Linked DNA regions of Mus musculus: region 2 is linked to region 1. The links are chromatin contacts, called in public HiChIP or PLAC-seq maps. All regions are on one chromosome and are shown on one strand. The core of a region is the stretch at or near the end of the contact, and the rest is flanking DNA. Distances in the headings are between cores, read along the strand shown.

Region 1 (5,184 bases), core at 2,219-4,718:
CCCAACCCAGAGTCTACCTCAGAGTTCTTGGTTCAGTCCTTAGCAAAGAAAGGAAGGGAGGAAATGGGGGAGGGAAGAAGGAAAGAAGGGAGGTAGGGAGGGAGAAAAGGGGGAAGAAAGGAAGGAAGGGAGAAAGAGAGGAAGGGAGGGAGGGAGGGAGGAAAAAGGACAGTTGGACATTTTGGCTCACACTTGTAATCCCCAAATTTAGAATCTGAGGAGGAAGATAATTGTGAGTTTGAGCCGCCGTGGACTACATATCATGTTCCAGGCCACCTGAGCTACGTTATGAGATTCCATCTCAAAAAATAAAATAAAATAAAATAAAATAAAATAAAATAAAATAAAATAAAAATCCAAAGAGAAAGCTGGGGAGGTTGCTCAGCAGTTGAGAGTACAATCTGCCTTTGCAGAAGAACCTGAGTTTGGTCATCCACACCCATGTCAGGTGACTCACAACAGTCCCAGGATTCCAACATCTTTAAGTCCTTAAAACAAACAAACAAAAACAGAATGAGACTGGGGCTATGCTCCACAGTAGATTCTTCCCTAATGGTGCACAAACCCCTGGGTTCCCCCAGCACTGGAATCCAAAGACAAAAGAGTAAAGTTGTTATTAGTTGTGTAGTTTACATTTTCTAGCAGAGAGGCTGGAGGTGCAGTGTGAATGTGGCTCGGGAGGTCGAGGGCTCCTCTGGCACTGCAGGGAGCACTGGACTCTCTTTCCAGCTAGGAAAGAAAATGTGGCTGACTGGCTGATTGATTAACTGACTGACTGATTGATTGATGAATGATTGACTGGAGACACAGTCTGGCTTTGTAGCCCAAGGTAGCCTTGAATGTGTGATTGCCCCGGCTCAGATTCCTGAGTTCTGGAGCAGCACTGCACAAGGCTGTAAAACGTTCATGACATTTATGAAAGTAGCGTTCTTCTTTTCGAACTAAGTTGCTGTAATCTGTTGTGCATTTTCCAGCCTCCGTTCTCACTAGCAGCGCTGGGAGAGCTCACTGGCCGTATGGAGTCAGCGTTGTACTGGGCAGCAAAAGAACAGAGCAAGCATTTGGGGGTGGGAGGTCTTGGGACAGAACCCAGGGCTTTGGCGATTCTAGGCAAACTCTGTTGCTACTGAGAGAGCCTTCGACACTGAGACAGGGTCTTGAGACGTAGTCCTGCCTGTCCTGTATCTCATTTTGTAGACTAGCTGGCCTCCCAGAGATCCCCCTGCCTCTGCCTCCCAAGATGTTAAAGGCATTCGTCACCACACTGGCCCAGGCAGGTTCTGTCTTATAAACCTCCTTGTGATTTAAGATGAATCTTTTAAAATATAGAGTTTTTTTTTTTTTTTTATGGTTTTTTGTTTCTGTTTTTTGTTTTTTTCGAGACAGGGTTTCTCTGTGTAGCCCTGGCTGTCCTGGAACTCACTTTGTAGACCAGGCTGGCCTCGAACTCAGAAATCCGCCTGCCTCCGCCTCCCAAGTGCTGGGTTTAAAGGCGTGCACCACCACTGCCCAGCTACTGTTACCTTTTAACTATGTATGTCTGTGTTTGTGTGTATGAATAGGGTCTGTGGGGCCAGAAGAGGGCGTCAGATCCCTGGAGCTAGAGTTACAAGTAATGAGTTGCCTGACCCAGGTGCTGGGAATCAAATTTGGGTTCTCTGGAAGAACAATACATGCTTTTAACCAAAGGGCCATCTCTCCAGGACCCAGTTCTTTCTTTGTGACCACTGAGCCCTTGATCAGCAGGATGGGGACATTCTCAAGGCCTCTTGACCTTTTGCCTAAGATCAAGTGTAGTACAGACATTCTCTGTTGTGATCTCATTCCTCTTTATTCTAGATTTTTCTTTTGCTTTATAGGAAAGGAAAGGAGTTGTGCCGCTTTAAGGTGTTACTAGGGGCTAGAGAGAGAGCTCTACAGCTAAGAGCACGTGCTACTCTTGCATAGAAGGGTCCAGCTCCCAGCACCCACATCAGGTGTCTCACAACTGTCTGCAACTCACCAGAGAACCTAACCCCTCTGCCCTCAGGCACACACACACACACACACACACACAGACACACACACAGACACACACACACACACTTAAAGATAATAAGATAAAAACTTTTAGCCGGGAGTGGTGATGCACACCTTTAATCCCAGCACTTGGGAGGCAGAGGCAAGTGGATTTCTGAGTTCGAGGCCAGCCTGGTCTACAAAGTGAGTTCCAGGACAGCCAGGGATATACAGAGAAACCCTGTCTCGGAAAAAAAAAACAAACAAATAAACAAAAAAAAAAAAAACCCAAAAAAAAAACCCAAAAAAACCAACAACAACAAAAAAAATTTTTAAAGATTTTTTTAAAGTGTTACTAGTTGCTTTAATTTGCTTCTGTAAAACTAAGCGTGCAGTGTTTGTAGATATAGCTCCTCCATGGCTGCCTGAGCAGGCACGAGGGAAAACACATAAGTGTCCCAAAATGATTCCGGGATTCTAAATTTATTATAGCCAACAAAATGAAACAAAACAAAACCCCTCTTATTTGTTGGAGGAGCTAAGATTTCCTCCTTGACGGTGTTATTTACTCTGGGGTGGGAAAGAATGTCTGTTCTCTTTCTGCCCTGTTATTGTTCTGTCTTGACAAACTCCATCCGGAGAAGAGCAGATTTTCTCTGGCGGAGAGCCACATGTGGTGGAAAAACCCTTTACTCTTAGGCCCCCATCCTAATCTGTCTGACAACCCTCTGACAACTGACCAGGGTCACCAACCCCCACGGTGACCTTTGGAAGGAAGTGTAGGACTGCTCAACTCCAGAAGGAAAGGAGGGGCTGGTGAGTGAGCCATTTCCCCGACTGTCCTGTGTCCTGTGACAAGGATAAGGTGCCCTGCCCCTGCTGTTTGCACTCCTCCCACTGCCTGAGGTCAGCCTTAGCACCCGAAGAACATTAGAGGGGGACAAAGATCCCACCCCCAGGGCCAACTTGGAATTTTCCTGGAGATTTTAAAGACTTTAATTATGTGTATGTGTGTGTATGTATGCACACGTATGTTCACATACCCACAGAGGCCAGAAGAGGGCATCTGGACCGCCCCTGCCCCCCCCCCCCCCCCGAGATGCAGATACAGGTGTCTGTGAGCAGCCAGGGGTGGGTGTAGGGACCTGAACCTGGGTTACTGCAAAAGCAGCGGGTGATCCCAACTGCTGACCCATCTCCCTAGCCCCCGTTTTCTGGGGGATCTTAGAGCTCTCTTCTCATACAGGATGGCCCTTGGGGACAAAGGTTGCCCAACAAGGTATCTTCGCCTGTACATTCGTTTCTATCTAAATAATGCTAATGTAAGTCCCTGAAAAACTAGAATTACTTCTTTGAAGCATAAAAGAAGTTTCTGAAAACTTAGGAGGACTGTTGATCCTTCTTTTCTCCTTCCCCCCTCCCCCAACCCTGTTGCTTAAGCTTTTGTTTGGGAGGAGACTAGGAGGACGGCAGCAGAGGGCAGCCGCCTACCTGGAGAAACCTGCAGTTACGTGTGTGGCAGGAGCCGGAGTGGCTGGAGTCGCGGGATGGTCAGGAGGCGGGCTGAAAGTTGGAGTAAGCAGGAAGTGAAGCTGTGGCTGCCTTGGGTGGAAACAGACTAGGCGAAGTTCTGCTTTGAGAGGCCCAAGTGCTCCGAGACATGGTGAGTGACGTGGGGACCAAGAAAAGAGCGAGTTAGAGCAGCTGCCAGAGGGGGATCGGGCCTGGGGGTTGCCTGTGTCGAGAAAGGTAAGTTGGCGGCAGTCAGAGGGCTGGCGGGGTTGGGCCAGCGCTGCCTCTGTCTCCTTACTTTTGACAACTCCTCCACAAATAGCTCCGCACTCCGGGCCAGGGGTTCCTGACACTTCTCCACCTCCTTCCTCCCGTGACCTCGGTGCTGGATCCGATCAGGATTTCGGTGGGGGTTGGGGGACCCAAATTCCAAGCCGAGCTGCTGCGCCGCGCCCTCCCCCTCCTCCGCCTCCTCCAGCTGGGCCTGAGCCCGGTGTTGTGACATTACCGGGCCACAAGCGTTCCTGCTCTTTGGGGCTCAGATTCCAGCCCCGCGGACTGGAGTTCTCCCCCTTACCCTCGCACTGTATCTATGCAGACACCCAGAGGATCTATCTGCCTGGCCACCAAAAGCACCACCCTTTTCTAGAAACATTAGCAACAGTGCCAAGGGTTTGTAAAGCAGCCAGATGGCGGTTCTTCCCGATAATCTAGCTTCAGCCCACACCCGTGGCCGGTACCTGAGGCCCCCTGGGTCCCTAAGGGAGGAGTCAGGCCTCTTCCCTCCTTGTTCAAAAGCCTTATCTAGAGGCCTCCTGGATAGAGCGACCGCAGCAGGAAGGACTTTTATTAATATCTGCATAAGCAGGCGGTGGTGTGCGGCCTACCAGGCGTTAAATTGTGGGGAAAGCAGAAGTATATGGTCCAACGGCACATGATGCCTTCTGGGGGCCACATCCACTGAACCGGGGCTACACTGCCCAGTAGGCTGGAACCAGAACTCACCAACAGCTGTCTGGAGAAGGGCATTTATTTGGGTTGGGCCGGGCAAGAGTGTGCTGCTGGTCAACTCTCACAGTTTTAGAGAGAACCCACTAGGATTGAGCCGAGGGAGGCTACAGGAACCAGTTAATAGTTCTTGGCTGTGCTCTGCTGAGGAAACGTCAGCTGGGTTTTCTCCTTGACCCTCTTTGTGGAGTCAAGACAGGGGCAGTCGTGTGCTGTTTTTTTGTTTGTTTGTTTTTTGTTTTTTGTTTTTTTTTGTTTTTCCTTGTCACGCTGAAAATCCTCCAAAGAAGGTGGATGAGAATCCAGGGTCAAACCTCATCTTCTGGGACTTAAAAAATGCACTTACATGGCTGGCAGCCGAGATGGCTGGGCAGGTACAAGTGTTTGCAGAGCAAGCCTGCCTGCCTGAATTCAGTATCCTGCTCTCTCCTGCCCATCCAACTGGAGGAGACAATCCACTCATGAAAGTTGTCCTCTCACCTCCACATGCGTGCCGTGGCATGTGCATACACGTATATTCCCCAGCACACACACACACACACAATGCACTTATGACAGACTAAGGATGTGGTTCAGCTGATAGAGTGTTTGCCTGGCAAGCGTCAAGCTCTGGGTTTCATCCCCAGCACCTCATAAAACAAGGATAATGGTACACACCTGGAATCC
Region 2 (5,913 bases), core at 3,398-5,897, 430 kb before region 1:
CATCATCATCATCATCATAATGATGTATAAATAAATAGTAATTTTTAAATGCAAAGTTGGAGGCAGTTCTGGGGATAGAGCTCACTTTGTAAAATGTTTCATCTAGTATGTAAAAAGCCCTTGAGAAAATTCTGGAAGGAGAATGTCTTAGGGTTTCATTGCTATGAAGAGACACCATGACCAAGGCAACTCTTCTAAAAGAAAACATTTAATTGGAGCTGGCTTACAGTTTCAGAGGTTTGATCCATTATCATCAATCATGGTGGGGAACTTAACCACGTGCAGGCATACATGGTGCTGTAGGAACCCAGAGTTCTACGTTTCCACAGAAGGAGACTGTGTGCCACACTGGGTGTAGCTTGAGCATTTGTGAACTCAAAGCCCGCTATATCCTGTGACAGGTAGGGACTGAGGGATGCTGGGAGAACCTGGCAGCCAGGTCCACTTTGATATGTTAAATAGGTACCTCAGCCATTTGTCCTAGGTTTGAGACTTTACAGGCAATGGGAAGAGAAAGATTTAAGAAACAACAAAATCCTCCTAGGCAGGAACTTAGCCCAAGGAGACCGTGCTTGCCTAGTGTGTGAGATGCTCTGGGTTCAAACTCCAGTGCCACAAACAAGCAAGCAAACAAATGTCCCTTCTCCTCCCTTCCCCTCAGCCCCTGGAGCCTTTGTTTCATCTTTTACTTAGGTGCAAATGTGGACGCACATGAGTGTAGTGCCTGTGGATGCCAGAAGAGGGCAGCAGTTAACTGGGACTGAGGTTACAGGAGGCTAGGAACAGCCTGACATAGGTCCTGGGAACCACACTGGGGTCCTACACAAGAGCAGTGTTCAGTCTTAAGCATTGAGCAGTCAGCCCAGCCCTGATGTTGCTCTTTAGTGGTAGTTCAGTCTGGGCCTTATTTCTTCCCGGAGAGGAAAATAGGGCTGACCCACAGAGGATCTGAGTTCAAATTCTTAGACCCCACATAAAAAGCTATACACTGCTATGTGGGTAGCCTCAGTGCTGTGAGGGACAAACATGGGGGATTGTTATGGCTTGCTGGCAGCCAGTCTATCTCCAGGTTCAGTGAGAGGCCCTGTCTCTGGGAATAAGGCAGAGTGGTAGAGCAGGACACCAGATATGCTCTTCTGGCCCCCAGATACCTTTGCACACATATCCACATACATCACACATACAGGTCTCAATGAAAAGGGAATAGGGAGGTGTTGCGGCCGCCAGCAGCTCGTAACGTGAACGGTTCGACTGATATGGCTACTCAAGCTGTAAGAGAGGAATCTAGGGGGCGAAAGAAGAAACGGAGCTAAGACAAATTCATTCTGATCAAAACTCAAATTTTATTGTTGCGACACTAGTTATGAAGGAAGGGGGAGGGGACCCGATTCCCGCCGAATAATCTCTGATCCAGTAGAAAGGTGAGCACGTGTGTGGCTCCAAACAGCAAAGCGGCAGGTTCCAGCAGTGGGCGTGGCAGAACGAATGAGCAGGAAGCTCCACCCCTGAGCAAGCAGGTTTCAGGCTGGGGGAGGGGAGACTACAGGGAGGTGGGGACTTTAGCTTAGGAAAAGACATCTGCTGCCACTGTCAAGCCTGTCAGAGCCCCCAGCCTCCCATGGCTTTATAATCTTTCTGGTCAGTTTCTTAATCGAGGGCCCACCTTTCAAGAGAAGTCGTGTTGACCAATTAAAAAATCTTTTTTAGGCAGGGCATGGTAACACACAGCTTTAATTCCAGCACTTGGGAGAGAGAGGCAGGCAGATCTCTTAAGTTCAAGGTCAGCCTGGTCTATGTAGTGAGTTCCATAACAGGTTATGTAGAAAGATCTTGTTAAAATTAAGTAAATAAGTAAACAAATAAATAAACCAAAAAATGAGAAAAAAACAACAACAAAAATCTTTTCAGAAAATGGAAACACTCATCTGTCATCCCAGCACACCTGTCATGCCAGCACACCTGTCAGTCAGTCATCCTAGCACACCTGTCAGTCATCCTAGCACACCTGACAGTCATCCCAGCACACCTGTCAGTCATCCTAGCACACCTGTCATCCCAGCACACTTATCAGTCATCCCAGCACACCTGACATCCCAGCACACTTATCAGTCATCCCAGCACACCTGACATCCCAGCACACCTGACATCCCAGCACACCTGACATCCCAGCACACCTGACATCCCAGAGAGGGATAAGGTAAGGTGAGAGGACCATGAGTTCCAGGCCAGCCTTGACTACAGAGTGAGAACCATTCTCAAAACCCAAAAGGGGGGGAGGGGGTGGTGGTGAGAGACAAAAAAGGCTGAGCTGTGATGGCACACACCTTTAATCCCATCATGGGAGGTAGAGAACATGTGAGTCTGAGGCCAGCCTGGTCTACATAGAGTGTTCTAGGCCAGCCAAGGCTATATAATGAGGCCCAGTCTTTTTTTTTTTTTTTTTAAGATTTATTTATTTACTATATGTAAGTACACTGTAGCTGTCTTCAGACACTCCAGAAGAGGGCGTCAGATCTTGTTACAGATGGCTGTGAGCCACCATGTGGTTGCTGGGATTTGAACTCTGGACCTTCGGAAGAACAGTAGGGTGCTCTTACCCACTGAGCCATCTCACCAGCCCCCGAGGCCCAGTCTTGAAGGGGAAAAAAAAATGTGAAAAACTATCCTCTCAGGGTTTATTTCCGCATCACTTACCATGCTGTGCTCCGCTCGGCACCCTGCAGTCGCATGCCATGCCATGGGGTCTTCCCGATACACCTTTAAGGAAGGCATTGTGGTACCGTTTTACAGATGTGGAGAGTAGAGCTCAGAGGCCAGACATGACCTAAGGACAAGTGTCAAACCGATGCTTCCTCTAGAACCTCCCTGTGGATGGACTCTGGTGCTCAGGCTCAGAGCATCCCCAATGCTGTAAGTACCAGATGCCCACCAGAGAGTACCACACTAAGACTGTTAAAGCCAGGAAAAGCTCTTATAGCTGGCCGGTGACTGCACGGAGAACTTGCCCACATCCTGCAGCCCCAAGCCTTACATGCCGTGCCCTGTACATGTCTTTTACATATAAACACTATATTCTGGTTGTCACACTTCAGTTAGAAGGACACAGAACTACAAAAGCCAAAAAGCAAAGTTAGCACTTTCAGATACTTTTTATTTGGGGACTTTCCTGGAACTATGAACAGCTCGTCAGCTGTTGGAGCCTACATGCTGGGTTTTAAAGTCAGAATGGTACCTCTAACATGGTGTCAGTCACTCTATGGTCCGGGGTCCTGTTACCCATGACACCTCTTCCTTCATTAGGATCCCCACTTGCCCCTCCGCACCCCTTTCACTATTCTGATTCTGCTGACAGCCCCCATTCTCTGCTGACTGAGCCCAGTGAGAAGGGAGTGGTCACGATCCTCAGATTTGTCCCTGTCCCACGGAGAGCAGAACCAAGAGAAGAGGATAGTGACCAGGTCCTTGGGAGGGAGCCAGGGGCTTTACTGCCCAGAAGTGGCCTTTCAACTTGCCAAGTTGGGGGTAACTAAGACTGGATTTGGATCCATGAGCCCACCCCGCTTCTCTTAATGAGCCCCGCTAGGAGCTAGCTTAGCATTGTCAGTTGAGCACATATGGCTCTTGCAAAGGACTAGTACCCAGCTCCCACTTTGGGTGCCTCACAAGAGCCTGCATGCAACTCCACCTTCAGGAGATCCAACGCCTCTATGCACATCTCTACTGATACACACAACTCCACATACACACGAATAACTAACAAGGTCCTTGTTCCTGAACATCTGGCAAAAAAATAACGGTCTTTTCCCTTCCCAATGGAAAAAGCTGATTTTTTTTTTTTTTTTTTTTTTTTTTTTTTGCCTTTATTTGTGGAGTAACAGTAGAGACATCGACAGAGTTGAATCAAACCGACAACTATGGCTGCGGCAACTTCTCGCCATGTCAGACAAAGCAGTGTCTACACCTGGTTTTTAATATCACACAGGGCAAGAAGCTTTTCACAGGTTCGATTTGCAAACCAAAACGATGACAGGCAGGTCCAGCATGTTGCAAGACTACAAGTAGCTTCTTGAGAGAGATGCGGAGCTGGGAGAGGTGCGGGCTCCTGGTGTCTGGACAGAAGGCAGTGAGGAGCACGTGCCAGGGGGATGGAATGAGGGGCGGGGGGCGCTGGGAGGGGTGGTGTAGCCCTGCGGGCTGGAGGGCATGAGGCTCTGCAACTCATGAATATTCCAGACTGACTTCCAGGCCTGTGGGAGCAGAGCCTGATCCTCTACCGGGGGACACAGCTGGGGCCTCAAGCTGGTGGGATGCAAAGGACATCCAGACTGGGAGACCGCAATCCACTCTTAGCACGGTGCCTGGGCCTGGGCCTGGCAGGGGAGGGCAGCAGCTCGAGACCCCCGTAGCCCACCCAGCTACTCTTAATGAGCCCCACTAGGAGCTCCAGCTGTCAATCATCCTCCTGGCAGAGGCCAGTGAGTCCGCAGCCTTCCTCGGAGGAAGAGACTGGTACAGAAAGACGCCAGGCAGCAGATCAGGCCTGTCAGAGTAGGGGTAAGAGTCTCGGACTCGCAGGAGGCTCAGCAATCTGGTTATTTTCTCTCTGTGGCGATTCCAGGAAGCCGAAACCTGCCTCTCTCCTCAGCACGAGCTTTCCGGGAGGAAACGGGAGGAAACAGACTAGCGGCTAAGAACAGCTCCGATACAGATATCAGGAGAAGCAGAGATCCTGGCAACAGCTTGAGTTGTAGTCAGATTTGTAGGGGTGGGGACCCAGAGCAGGGAGGGGTCTCGGAAGCCACCGCAAAGCAACCTGTTAACGACCTGTTCTCTCGGCCTTTAGCCTTCTCCCTCCCCCCCCGCCCCTCCCCCCCCCATGCTGGGATGAAATCACTGATAAAGGCAACTTAAGGAAAGAGGGGCTCATTTTGGCTCTTAGTTTGAACAACTATGGTGGGAGCAGGGGTGGTGGTGAGTTGCTCAGGAGGTGTGGGGAGAGGGAAGGAGAGAGGGAGGGGGAGGGGAGGGAGAAGCTGGTGTTCTGCTTTCTCCTCTTCATTTTTCTTCAGGATGAGAACCCACAGGAGAGCACCTTCAGCTCAGAGTGGGTTTTCCCTCCTCCATTAAACTTTTCTAGAAAAACTTTCACGAGCCGGGCGGTGGTGTCGCACGCCTTTAATCCCAGCACTTGGGAGGCAGAAGCAGGCGGATTTCTGAGTTTCGCTACACAGAAAAACCCTGTCTCGGAAAAAAACAAAAAACAAAAAACAAAAAAAAAAACAAAACAAAAAAACGAGGGGGCTGGAGAGATGGCTCAGAGATTAAGAGCACTGACTGCTCTTCCAGAGGTCCTGAGTTCAAATCCCAGCAACCACATGGTGGCTCACAACCATCTCATAATGAGATCCGATGCCCTCTTCTGGGGTGTCTGAAGACAACTACAGTGTACTTACACATAATGAATGAAGAAATCTTTGGTCCAGAGCGAGCAGGGCTGGAGAGAGAAGAAAAAGTGTCTGAAGACAGCTATAGTGTATTTACATATAATAAATAAATAAATAAATAAATCTTTTAAAAAAAAACGAAACGAAAAACCTTCACAGACAAGCCCAGAATGTGTCACCTAGGTGACCAAGTCCCGGCAAGATGACAACAAAGATTGGGTATCACACCAACAACCATCTATTGCAAAGTAAGACTCTAAACCACGGGCCCAAGTGGCATGGGTTCTTGGCATCTAGAAGTCTCTGTAGGTCCTACAGCTCAGTAAAAGGGGAGTCTATGAGATGTCAACCCTCAGAGATAGGGGGTAGTGAGGGGCCACTTAAGCAAACACAGTCCTAGACCTGGACCCTATCATATCCATGCTCTCTCTTCTCTTCTCTTCTCTTCTCTTCTCTTCTCTTCTCTTCT

Evidence for each region. HiChIP or PLAC-seq counts read pairs in DNA pulled down with a chosen protein or histone mark.
Region 2: an H3K27ac HiChIP or PLAC-seq map of embryonic stem cells shows a contact between it and region 1, with 2.8 times the contacts expected there. The contact joins the enhancer-like site here to the promoter of Vamp8 in region 1. A contact is called at or near these places in 4 of 39 promoter capture datasets (cranial neural crest, embryonic stem cells, frontonasal cranial neural crest and 1 more), 3 of 15 datasets of contacts at CTCF or cohesin (embryonic stem cells and stem cell-derived epiblast-like cells), 12 of 484 Hi-C or Micro-C datasets (the N1E-115 cell line, differentiating embryonic stem cells, embryonic stem cells and 2 more), 7 of 115 datasets of contacts at active chromatin or transcription factors (embryonic stem cells and epiblast stem cells) and 1 of 9 other capture datasets (embryonic stem cells).

The regions. Positions count from the first base shown.
Region 1 is chr6:72,388,951-72,394,134 of GRCm38.p6, reverse strand. Vamp8 (vesicle-associated membrane protein 8) reads left to right here and starts at 3,468. Exons shown (of 3, transcript NM_016794.3): 1 at 3,468-3,661. The coding sequence starts at 3,659.
Region 2 is chr6:72,823,890-72,829,802 of GRCm38.p6, reverse strand. No RefSeq gene overlaps it. Among named protein-coding and RNA genes, the nearest start is that of Tcf7l1, 38 kb to the right of the region's middle. Within about 2 kb of position 4,647, at least 40 of the 459 cell types and tissues checked have an H3K27ac peak or open chromatin away from gene starts, as enhancers often do. A contact at or near this core is called in differentiating embryonic stem cells and embryonic stem cells, where this site is marked.